2 separate regions of the Gossypium arboreum genome follow, and region 1 is linked to region 2. A link is a contact called in public Hi-C data. All regions are on one chromosome and are shown on one strand. The core of a region is the stretch at or near the end of the contact, and the rest is flanking DNA. Distances in the headings are between cores, read along the strand shown. Region 1 holds the start of LOC108450474 (psbP-like protein 1, chloroplastic). Region 2 holds the start of LOC108450422 (60S ribosomal protein L35-like).

The links. A called contact is a pair of places that touch in the nucleus more often than the background predicts.
Region 1: a contact with region 2 is called in a Hi-C map of leaf, with 4 times the contacts expected there. The contact joins the promoter of LOC108450474 here to the promoter of LOC108450422 in region 2. A contact is called at or near these places in 2 of 5 Hi-C or Micro-C datasets (both in leaf).

What each region holds. Positions count from the first base shown.
Region 1 is chr5:38,039,007-38,045,488 of ASM2569848v2, forward strand. It overlaps LOC108450474 (psbP-like protein 1, chloroplastic), which reads right to left and starts at 1,350. Exons shown (of 8, transcript XM_017748115.2): 1 at 1,144-1,350; 2 at 914-1,037; 3 at 653-733; 4 at 445-527; 5 at 160-282; 6 at 1-68. The coding sequence starts at 1,209.
Region 2 is chr5:37,403,295-37,410,181 of ASM2569848v2, forward strand. LOC108450422 (60S ribosomal protein L35-like) reads right to left here and starts at 3,215. Exons shown (of 4, transcript XM_017748041.2): 1 at 3,081-3,215; 2 at 2,820-2,955; 3 at 2,001-2,157; 4 at 1,369-1,668. The coding sequence starts at 3,084. The coding sequence ends at 1,594. LOC108452886 reads right to left here. Exons shown (of 4, transcript XM_017750669.2): 4 at 6,208-6,887. The coding sequence ends at 6,658. It also overlaps the pseudogene LOC108452737.

The DNA of each region.
Region 1 (6,482 bases), core at 100-2,599, 630 kb after region 2:
CCTGCCTGAATTAGCTTTGTTTTCTGAGTTGGAGGAGCCAAAACTTTCTTGATTAGTGTTTCAGCAACCTGTGAGAATTTATCGTGAGAACTAAGATCTCACTCTTTTTTTTTATGTTCTCAATATGATGATATATAATATAGACAATCCATGGCAAACCTCTTGTGGAGATCCGAAATCTCGAATATCTTGTTTGCTGGTTGGTATCATATTCACACTAACGCTTTCTAATGGCTCAATAACATCTTTGAACACCTTGTCTTGACCTTCAATAACTACTTCCTACACACTTGCAAGTGAGACTAGTTACTATCAATTCTAATTTTCATTAAATTGAATCCGTAAATTACTATGTTACTCTAAATCGGAGACACAACTGTTTATAATACTCACTCTCGAATCTGAGTACCATAGAATAGAGGTAATTAAATGCACAAAGTTTACCTGCCACCCAAATGGATAGAGAAATGTGTATCCATCTTTCTTGTCAGTGACTGGAAGAAATCCCTTCTTAGTTTCTGCAGCAACTGAACCATATGAATGTGTCCTCTTAGCATATCAGGAAATTTTATTCAAAGAAGCAAGTTGACTTGATTTTAATTAGATCCAAAAACATTGGATGGGATAATAACATTGGATCTAATACACATACATGCAATAGGAGTTCGGTCGACAATTGAAACCAAAGGAGCAGTGATGCCAACAGCAATCATTCGGCGTCTCCCACAACTATCTGAAAATTAAGAAAAGAAAAAAGAAATACAATATAAGCATTAATATATATAGAAAAAAATAATAAAGAAATGCTGTATAAAATCTCCACAAATACCTCTAATCCCTATGCCAGAATTTACAATTACTGGATTAAGAAAAATAAATTAAAAGAAGAAGAAGAAGAAGAAATTAAATTCACCTTGAAACTGAGAAGAGCTAGAAGAAGCAGCAGGTGGAGATGATAAATGTTCACCCCGGACATGAAGAGAAACACTTGTTTTACAGCAAAGAAATGCTCCATGAGAAAGCTTCTGCAACCCTCTCTGTTTAACGAATGGAAGGAGCAAAATCCAATCATAAAGAAAAAAAATAGAAAAGACCCAAAGCTGTAGAACAAAATAGACTGCCAATGTTGATGAGAAAAGAAACCTGGGGAGAGGAATTAGTGAACAATGTATGATGAAGGGATGGCATAGAATTCTGCAAAGCTGCCATTGTTTAATATTTTGTGTTTCAGTTCATATGAACTAGTGAAGAAAAAAAAAGTAGAAATCTTCATTGATGGTTCTGTGGTGGAGATTTGTTCATCTTTGGTTGTTATCCATTGAGAAAGCGTGCAAGTGGCTTTTCATGTCACACGTATATAAGCCCTTTTGAAGTCTACTAGATTTTGGTTTGTTGGATTTGGATTCGACTCACCTTCTCTCTTATTAATTTTCTTTTCATTTTAAGATATCTTGCTAAGTTGTAACCATTTTCTGTACAAAAAATTTTCAGACTTGAGCTTCCTTGCACCGTAAACTTGATATTAGAAATAGCTTTGAGGATAAGATTAGTTATTTTAATAATTGAGATTAAAATTAATGATGTGATATGCGTTTAAATATAAAATTAAAAAGATAGTAAAATTAAAATTTAAATAATTATTAAAGATATTAAATTAAAATGTGAATATATTAAAATACTTAAAATTTATTAAAATTATATTTATGTTAAAGAATGATTCATAATATCAAAATTCTATTATTACTTTATTAAAATATATTATGGAAAATATTTAAGTGGTTTTTGGGATTGTTATAATTTTATTAGCTGGGAGGGAGGTTTAAAGTAAATCGGCCCTTCACTAGAAAATATTCAAGCCGCGAGACATTGATGGTGTGAATTGTTTCCCAAATGTGACTTGGTTAGCATAAAGGGGTATATACCCGTTAGGGTGAGTTGGGATTAAAAGGAGTCCTTGGTGCTTAAAATTGAAAATAGTAAATTAATTTGATATTTTATAAGCACTTAATTAACATTCTTAAAATATATTAACGTGTACTTGATAATTAATAGCATGGTAATACGTGGCAATATTTCATTTTAGGCGTTTAAATTTTTATTCATTTTAGAATAGCTTTTAGTATTTATATGTATATATATATATTATTTTTATAACATATCAGATTTTTTATATTTTATTATTATTTTGAAATTTAAAACATATAAAATCTAAAAAATTAAAATTTATAAATTTACAAAAATATTAAAAATATTTTTGGCACTAGAATGAATATGGATACAGTTTATCTAAATACATTTGCATATGGACAACCGAATGCATTCTAGACATGTTTTTTGAGTAATTTTATTTATTTTAATATTTCATATTATGAACATATTTTTATATTATTAAATTAAAATAAATAAAATCTGATATTTTATAATATTTTACATTTTATACATTTTTATATTTTTATTTTATATAAATTATATATATTTTTATATATTTGGAAAAATATATTTTATAAAATCTAATATATTTTTATTTTTATAAATTTTATGTGAAATAATATATTTTATAAACATAAGATGTTATATATGTTTTAATTTCATAATGATATACAAATATAATATTTTATGAAAATAAAAATATATACAAGTACTCAAAAACATGTTTGAAATGAATTTAGACAACTTATTGTCTAGGTTCATTCTAGTGTGAAAAATATTTCTAATATTTTTACAAGTTTATATATATTTAGTTTTTTTAGATTTTATATATTGTAAATATCAAAATAATAATATAAAAATATAATATGTAATGGAAAGTTAAAATATATAAAAATATTAAAAGAATTATGTCTAGAATGAAATTTGACAAATGTTTGTCCATATGTGAATGAACCTAGACAATCAATTGTCCAACTTTATTCCCCATATGTAAAAATATAATTTATTTTATAAATTTTAAATATTTTATTTTCTCAAGTGTCAAAATGTGAGGCTACCACGAATCACCATGTTATTGGTTATTAACGCCACATGAGCGTATTTTAATCATGTTAATCAGATACCTAAAAAAAGTACCAGGTTGGGTTGTGGTTTCTAAGTTTAAGTATCAATTAGGTCCATAAAGAAAATGTATAAAGTGGGTACAAGTTGCTAACTTCAAGTACCTCCATATATATACTATTATTTAAACCCATGACTGAGTTGATGTCACGAGTCAACCAGGCACTAATTGGTTAGGAAATTACATGAATGTCATTCTTTAATTAAAATAAGTAATATTATTCGAGGATATTTTAGTATTTTTAACTTTTAAAAAAAATATGCATCTGATAAGATTTGAACCTCATGATAATAGTTTTAGTAAAAATTTGAATTTACCACTCAATTAAAGCTTTATTTTAATATTTTAATATATTTTAATCTTATTATACACACTATATTATTTCAATCAGTTGTATATATTAATAATATATTTGATTGAGTTGGTGTAACTAGTTAACTCGATACCAACTCAAGATTGATGACAACATTATGATAAACAAATTAATCTAATTTTTTCTTTTTAATAACGTAAATATTTAATATTTTATTATTAATTTGTTTCAAACCACACATTTCATTATTTATTATATGTTATTTTCAAACACACATTTATGTTCTAAATTTATGATTTCCACACGCATATGCGTGTGATAGAAACTCTAGTATATATTAACATTTTCTTTAAACTACACAAATGATTTAAGTTTAGGTGTTTGCTATCTAAATATAAAAAATTACATTATGATAATTCACGTTACCAAATTGCAACATTTTAATAATTCTTTCATTAATTTTCGTTATTCTTTAAAAATATGAAAACATGGTATGTAGCATAAGGATTAATAATTAATTTAACTCTTAAACTATAGCTAAAATTTTAGTTTGATATAATTAAGTATCAACTCAATTGAAAAATAATTAAAATAAATTATATTTTTAAAATAAATTATATGATTACAATTGTTTTTTTGTATTTATATATAAATAAATGAAAACATACACAAAATGATATTTAAACTTATGACACTATTATTTATAAAAATTTAAGTTTACTATTTTAATAAAAACTTCATTTGGTGTTACATAATTTTTAGTAATTAGTTTTTATATAATTATTTTTATCTGCGTGTACTGTAATCTAATATAGATAGCTTTATTGGTCGTCAAATTAGATAATAAAATTTTGCTAGTTCATGTAAATTCTACCTTGATTCCCCTTTTTGGGGTTTTTTCTCTTACAAACAATTAATTTAGAATTATGCATGCAACCAATAAATATATTCGTTTTTTCAAGAATATATATAAGAAAAACCCTAAAAGTAACCCATATATATTATATTAATTTTTTATTCCGTTCGAGGTTAAGTTGTATATATCAATTTTATATTTATTTATTAAAATTGTTGCAAATTAAATAAAATATATGTATATTTTAAAAATGATTATAAGCAAATTTTAGTACTTATTATAATCTTGTAATGATTTAAAACGGAATTAGAATACGTTATAGGAATAAATTAAGCGTGACAAAAGTTGAAAGCCCCATTCTGCAAATTTTACATTAAATTAGAAAAAAGAATAAAACTAATTAGGGTTTATTTTTATGCTTGTCAATAGTTGAGGAGTCAATTAATGAATATATCCCAAAAACGAAAATTTCAAATCCCATTCTTGTGTGAAATGGCTTTGGGTGGCAGTTATTTCCAATTAAAATTTATTATATAACTGTTTTACTTTTACATTTTTTTTCTTTATTTTTTGTCATTTCATTTTCAAACCCTAAAATCTAATATCATTCCTGGTTCATTGGAATAAGTTTTAGCAACTTTTATTAAATTAAATATTTAAATAAATTTTAATTTAATAAGGCTAAACTACAAAATAAAATATAACTTTAAAAATTATTAGTGCAAAACTTTTGAATTATTGGTGAGGAAGATATCAAACACATAAATAGAACATGAAAAACTACTTAAATAGAAAAAGCCCATCAATACGACAAGGTTTTTAGGTGTACATTAACCACTATCTTTAAGAGTATATTTGTTCCTATTGTGTGAAAATAATTATATAGAAATGAACCTCAATGATACAATAAAGTTCAATAACTATTTGTCTTTTTCACTAATGAAAATAATCTACTAATGATTGAGCAGATTATAATAAGAAAATCAATTTCTATAAAAATTGTGTAGCAATTCTTTACATGACAATCTAAGAATAGTAAAAGATGGAGGAAGAATAGAAATGAGTTTTGTTTTTGAATTTTTTATATCTCGTCCAAAAAAATTTTCACTCTTATTTATTGGAATTCTCATGTCTCTTCATAAAGCCATAATTTTAAATAAGTTTCTTTTCTACATAATCACATCTCTTAAATAGATATAATTATTCAAATAATATTACTTGAATAGATATAATTATTTGTTAAAAATCAAGTGATATAATTCTCTGTATTTAAAACACACAACTTATCATTATGAATAGTCATTACTCTTGATTAATACCTAGAAATTATAATTTTGATTATTCACAATATTTCATTTATAATTATTGAAATACTATATATTTTTAAAAATGTTCCCCACTTTAGGCTATTTTGCATTTAAAACTATAAAACTCAAGAAGAAATATCATAAATTAATGAGAATATTTTATACAACATATCAATTTACAACTCAATAATGTGGATAATCATAATGTAATATTTGATAGTTGAGTGATAAAAAAAAACTAAACATATTTTAATGAATAAATGTGTAATTTAGATCCATTATAAAATGAAAGACTCCAGTTTCAGTGGCGATGGTGTCCTTTGTTTCGATGGGGATCAGAACACAAAGAAAGTTAGATTCAAGGAAGGAGTAGAAGAGGAGACTGCTGTGATGGTTGTAGGTCCAGATTTGTCTCCAAAATTGTTGTGGAAGGATATGCTTTTGGGGGGAGAAGCTTCTCCCTCTGTATCAGATCGAAATGGCTCCTTTAAGTGATGTGAAAATGATTTTGAATTACTGTAAGGGGACGTGAGTACAACCATGGTAGTGCTTACTATTGCTTTTTCAGAAAGTATTAAAAATATTCTTTTCAAAGAAATGGATTTAACAATTGTTCTCAAGCTCTTAAGGCATAATATCGGATACAACGCTTTCCATAACTGTATCCTTAGTCTTTGGAAACCTGCTAAATCTTTTCATCTTATGGATACTGTTAATGGTTATTTTTTGGTTAAGTTTCAAGATATCGGTGATTACAACAAAGTCTTAACCCAAGGCCCTTGGATTGTAGCTATATCCTAGTATGGTGTTAGCTTGGATCCAATTGCCAGGGCTTCCGAGGTAACTGTACAATCGGAAAAGTATAGAAGCTATTGGCGGACTCATTAGGAAAGTTGTCAAGCTAGATTTTCAAACCGAAAACAGAACTAGAGGTCGGTTCGCTCGTTTGGCCAT
Region 2 (6,887 bases), core at 1,965-4,464:
CAGTAATTATGATAAATTATGATAAAAACACTATATGAAAAAGTTAAAACACGATGAAAATGACAAAAAAATAGTTTAAATTTGTTGCCCTATTTGCATATCAACTCTATGCATCATTAATGCATCCCAAGTTGTCTGAGAAAAAATAAAATAGAAGGATTTTTAATAAATACTGTAAATTTGATTTAGATCTAATTAAAATTAAGGATAAATCGTTATCTAATTTTTATATCGTTTTCATTTTGAGTGAATCCTTATAATTTTGTTACCTAATTTTTAAGACACTTTCATTTGTCACCTAATTATTAAATCTTTAATAGTGGTTAATTGTACACATCAAATCACATTTATACTTTCATTTTGCTCACCTAATTTTTACATCGCTTTCATTTTGACAACTCAAAAAAAATATTTTTTTAAATATTGATTGAGGTAAAAATATATTAAGAATTGAATTGAAAAATAATAGAATTTAAAATAATGAATTAAAAATTGTCAACTTGTGCGTGTTTACCCTATCCGGAAGTTCTAATTTTTTTCATTATTAAAAAATTATCCCTTTATAATGTCAGCCGATTTATTATTATAATATTAAAATTAATTAATTAATTTAATCTTCTTTTAAAATTTTAAATTTTATTTTATATTTTCAAATTAAAATCAACTCAAATAACTTATCTTTAATAATTTCTACAAAACACAAATTTCTTTTGATTATATAATCTTAAATCTTCCATACTAAGTTAAAAACAAAAAAAAATCATTAAAATTGATTAAATTATTTAATTTTGTCGGTCATGCCAAACAAAACTCATAATTCTTTTCATCACTTCTTTATCCAAACAAAAACATGCAACTAATTTAATTAATTAAAAAGATTTTTCCATTCAAGATTATACAATCAAAAAAAATTAAATTTCTTAAGCAATTATTAAGGATAACTTGAGAACATAAAATAAAATTTTAAAATTTAGAAAGAGATTACCATATGACATCCAATGATTGATCCACATGTCAAATTAGAAGTGACAAAAATCAACAAACTATATGTAACATAAGTGCCCAAATTGCAAACTGTTTATTTTTAAATGCCTTAAATGGAAAAAATTTTATAATCCAACGACTAAATTGGGTTAATTATCGCTTGAGCTTGAACTCGACTACATTCCAACCCATAAAAGTATTCCATCGCCATTTAAATTCTCACTCAAGATTCGCCTTAATAACAATTGACATTGCCATCTTCATCGTTGACATCAATTAGGAGGGGTATAAAATCATGACTGAAGCGACCTCAGGGAATGCCGAGGAGAAGTTCCTAAATATGGCATTGACCAGCAAAGATCCCAGCATGACACTAGTGAGATGTTTCAAAACAAAGATAAATGGATTTCATTTCTAACCTCCATCTAAATTTCATTCTTAAGCAGAATGTCCCTCATTTAATTACCACTTCCATCAAAAAGATTAAAATCTAGATTTGACATATGGGAAAATGTTCAAAAACATAAAAACCAAACAAAATCACGGCTCGGGTTTTCACAAATAAGTAAACACAAACGGATTTCAAAATAGAATCTCAAATATCTTATCCTACACCTTAATGGCATACTTCCTCATGGGGAAGTACATTTCCTTCTTCTTTTCACGTTCTGTCTTCACCGATGCCTAGGGCAAGCAAACAAATCGATATTCAGATACAACCAAACAAGCTATACAAATAGCAAGCAAACTAAACCCGAATACATGTTTCAGATAGTTCTATGCATTCAAGATGGATGGAAGCTGCATGGCAGCTGAAATGGCACGATTTTATGTTATTCTGATTTCCGACTTTTCATTTTCTTAATGTACTCATGTCTGACACCTATAACAAGCACATCTTCAGACATGGGTATGTGAACTTAACCCGACACTCACACTAGGATTTTAGTAAAAAATACTTATTCAACAAAAGCTATAATAAAAGCATATTCGCATAATCAAAAGAATGTCTGTACCTGATGCTTGGTAAGCCTTCTCCTGATGGCTCTGGTCTTCTTTGGACGGAGATCAAGGGGCAAGAACTTCTTCTTCTTATATGCCTCCCTCAGTGCAGCCTTCTGCTTCTGTGAGATCACTGTCAACACCTGAGCAATTGACAACCTCACCACCTTTCTGCATTCATACAAACAGAAGAATCAAAATAACATGCCAAAGCCAATGAATCCGGAACCGGAACATGCCAAATCAACAAGGTCTAACAAAATATTGAACAAGTCAAAAATGAAACTCATATACAATGCACTCCAAAGTGTACAGTTTCAAAACCAACATATACGTTAGCCTAACTAGCTCTTTAAAAGCTGAACTTGCCAATCAAATGATATCGGAATCAATATCGCTACTTTGCTTTTCGCTTCTCATATAGTCACCAAATGATATAATTCGAGGGAGAAAAAATGGCATATGGCTAAAATAAATATAAATTCAAACATATTGTTCCATACATAAAAGCGAAATTATTAAGCTTCTTAATGAAAACCAATTTCTTAAATGTTTTAACGTTTTATTTATCACAACACATTTTAACAACTATACAGAAGGGAAACTTTGTTCCAGAGATACCAGCAATTCACTTTCACTACATAGCAAAAACAATATAAGAAAGTACCAATCGAACAAGAAAATCCTTTGTTAGAAACAAATGAATACCCATTTCTCCAAATAAACTAGGAAATCAAGTTCCATTTGCATATACCCAATTAACCCTCAACTTACGATCCATAGCTAACACATACAACAGATTAAAAAAGAACAATACAGAGAGAGAAAATTACATCTTGGAAAGCTTGTTAGGTGCACCACCGGTAACTTTGGCAACACGAAGAAGAGCGAGCTCAGCTTTGAGATCTTTCAACTGAGCCAAAAGCTCAGTTTTTGATTTCTGTCTCAACTCATGGACCTTGATTCTCGCTGTTTTTTTTAAGCGATTTACAAACAATAACATGAAACAAAGATTAAAACACATGAAAAATCCATGTTTCATTTTAGGAAATGTAAGAAAAATATGAACATTTTAAAGGTATTTGAAGAGTTACCCATTGCTTCTTCCGCTGCTCTTCAGAAGTGAGTGCAATGCCGGCTTCTCTCTGTCTTTCTTAAAGTATGATGAAACCCTAATATTAAAAGGAGACTAGGGTTCTAAAGAATTGGGTTAAAATTGGTTTATTTTATTGTAGTTTATTGGGCTATAATATTATATGGGCTTCTAAACTTGGGCCTGTTTGGATAAAGTCTAATGAGGAATGAGTATAGCTTCTCCACAAATCGATTTTTATAATTTCTCTAAAATTTAGTTTTTTTTAATATTTATATATTTTTTAATTTAGTCATCAATATTATAAAAAGAGTTAAATTTGACAATAAATATTTAAAAAAGAGTTGGATTAAAATCTTTAAACAACCCAACAATAATTACAATATTATTCTAGTAACATCATGTAAAAACCAAGCATCTATCCGCTGATGTTTCATGATTATTTCCGGAGGTTCCTAAAAGACTATTGGATCATAAGAGAAAGCTTTCATAATCCCAGCCAACGTATAAGCAGCTCTATTAATTTCTCTTGGAATCTTCTTAATGACCACCTTCCATTGCCTCCTACAAATCTCTTGAATTCTCAAGGTTAGGTCCCGGTCGGTACAATTACCTACAAGACCTATCTAAAATGGCTTCCACAGTTTGACAACAATTTGTTTCGACCAGAATATTAACCCAATTAGCATCCCACGTTATAAGAAGTCCATCATAAATAGTCCAAAGTTTAACCTGCCCAACATTGCATCTATCAATGTTTCTCCCAACTCCTCCACGCCACATACCAAGTTCTTCTCTAGCCACAACAGTTGTCGATGCAACTCCCGAAATAGGATCCCTTCACCCATCCTTAAAAAAAAAAGCTTTTAACTCTATTTACAATATTTAAGGAAAAGTTGAAAATTAAATTGGGTTAATGGTAAATTTAACTACTAATGTTTTTCATGTTTTGCCAAAATGACTTTAATTGTATTTTTTAGCCTTTTTTGGTCATCAACATTTATTCTTTATTTCAAATTGCTTTTATTTTTCAATGATTTGATGAAAGTATCATTAAAAAATTAACGGGTAATGTGGAATTTCATATGTGAAATATTTTAATGAGATATAATCTATTATTTAGGTAACCCGATAAAATAATTACATGTAAAAATTATAAAATAAATAAATAATTCATGAAGTTAAAAAATAACTTTTAACTTAAAGAAAATAAACGTAATTATCTAAAAAAAGGTTTCAAAATGAATGCACACATTCAATATTTTCGATATAGATTACATTCTATTAAAATATTTCACATATAAAATTTCACATCATCCCATTAAATTCTTAATGGTAATTTCATCAAATCTATTAAAAAACGTAATTTGAAAAAAAAACAAAGGTTTATAGCAAAAAAGACTGAAAATACAATTAAGGTCATTTTGACAAAGCATGTAAATATTAGTGACCAAATTTGTGATTAAGCCAATTAAATTTTACATTATAAATTTTTGTAAGAAATTTTTAATAATTCAATCAGATTTTTTATTGGTTAATTCGGTTGTTACATATTCATTTAACCGGATAAATCAACTCAAAATTTACGCAACAAATTCTAAATTTTTCATTTTTTTGTTAGATTCATAACACAGTATAATTTTCCAAATAAATCACATAAAATTTCACAATTTTTATTAAAAAAATCAGAAATCTTTGAATTTTGACTCTCAAATCAGATCTAATAGGTAATATAAACAGTAAACTCAGCACTGTCTCAAAGCCATCAGTCTCCTGCTGTTGATTGCTTGCTGGTATGGTCTTAACAATGGCGAAACCTTTTGCATTAACATATTTCCCAGTGCCACCATGATGGCCAAATGAGACTCCGATACACCGACCCGATGAACCCCAAAGAAGCTAAGGGTGTCAGCGTAGTGTCCACTCTCGAACATGGCCGTAAATGCCATGGTTTGACTGTTCCCATCGATTGAGCTAGCAACATAGAACCCTTGTGCCTTGCCTAGGAGCCCAGACCCTAGCTCATGTCCGACAGTCAGCTCGTCGTCCATGACCGTCATGGTTCCGAACATGAGCTTTTGCAGTGCCGACCCTGAAGGAAGTTGGCCCCCAGTTAGGACAGGGAAGTTGGAAGCCCCATTGTTTAAGTTATTGCCATTGTTTAAAGCTTGAGTGTTGCCACCGAGACCAGTGAGCAATGGGAGGTTATTGTTGTTTAGAATGCCGGTGTTCCCAGTGTTTTGGTAAATGCCATTGTTGAGTGGGAGGTTGCCACCATTTGGTTTGGTAAATGGGAGCTGACCATTGACTGCAGGGTTGTTGACAATGCCGGTGATTGCTAGTGCAGTGGGGTTTGACCCACCTAGGATGTCATGCATGAAGAAGGTCAGCGTGTGGTGGTCAGGGTCAGGGTTTACAGGATTGGGACCAGTTGTTGCACCACCAACCACATTAGAAACAGGTGTTGAAACAGGATTGGATGGGTTTGAGGGTTGCTCATCAAGCATTCTTGCTGAAGTGGAGAAGGCAATTGTGAAGGTGAGAAGTAGTGCAGAAATGAGTTTATAGGTTTCCATCTAATATGTTTCTGGCAAGGAAAAACAATACAAGCTCAGGAATTTATATTTGTCTTGATGAACTGAAGTTTCATACACATACATACATGTATATATATATATATATGTAAATGTGTATGTGTATGTATGGAGTTGTTGAAGTTTTACAGAAAGTGGAAGATAAGGAATGGTTGGAAGATTGGGTGATGGTTTAACTCCAAGTAAAGTTCATGGCACCTTTCTCATTTATAAAAAGACTATATGTTTCTAACCTATTTTACTTCAATTTTTTTAATTATATATTATAAATATTTGAAATGTCTTATATCCAAAATACATATTGAAGTAGATGTCGAATATTAATATATTTTTAAAAAATTTGAAAAGTCAAAGCAAAATTAAATTTTAACCAGAAAGTCTGCAGAAAAGGAAATAAACTAAGCCAGTTACAAAGAAAAGTTGATTAGTGATACCTAAAAGTGGTCAACCATATGTGATCCTATTCATGTATATGTATCGAATGAATATAGAATCTTTGTTTGGTATGCAGTGTTCCATAAGCATTTTATGTGATTTTCCTGTTCTTCAAACTATCTTTCCATTAAAAGTTCAATCCGAACCCATCTTAGTATTTAGCAGAATATAAAGTATTTACCTTTAACTGCATAGCGGGCAACAAAAAAACGTATCCTTTCTTTTTCTCGTTGTCTTCTTTTAGTAACAAAGTACAAAACCTTTTAGCCTTTACATGTATACACCGTAATGGCATCTGCCATCATCCCACTATACACACACACACAAACATCCATACAACTTGACTTTTCATACTAATGCAAAGAATGAACTATGTTATGTATATTTTCCTACTAACTCTTTCTATATTTTTTCTCACAAGTTTCTGTAAAATATGAATGAAAAAAAATGCAAAACAACCTTGTTCTATGTTGCGCTCCGAACTCCACTTTTCTTCAAGTACTCATGTCACAGATCCTTCAAATATATGGAAAAAGCTTCAAAAATCTTTCAAAAACTCTCTAGGCTAACAATCTCTGCTGCCAATTCATCAATAAACAAATTCACTATGTCTTTACAGATTACTTCAACATCATATCCTAAGAATAACCATCCATCATCTTTTCTAAATAGTTTCTCAGATGAGTTCTTTATTGCTTCTTTGTCATGGCAAACTAAGAGCTTATACAGTTGCTCTTCGATCTCCTTAAAGTTCTGCCTATGGCTAAGCCTTCTTGCAA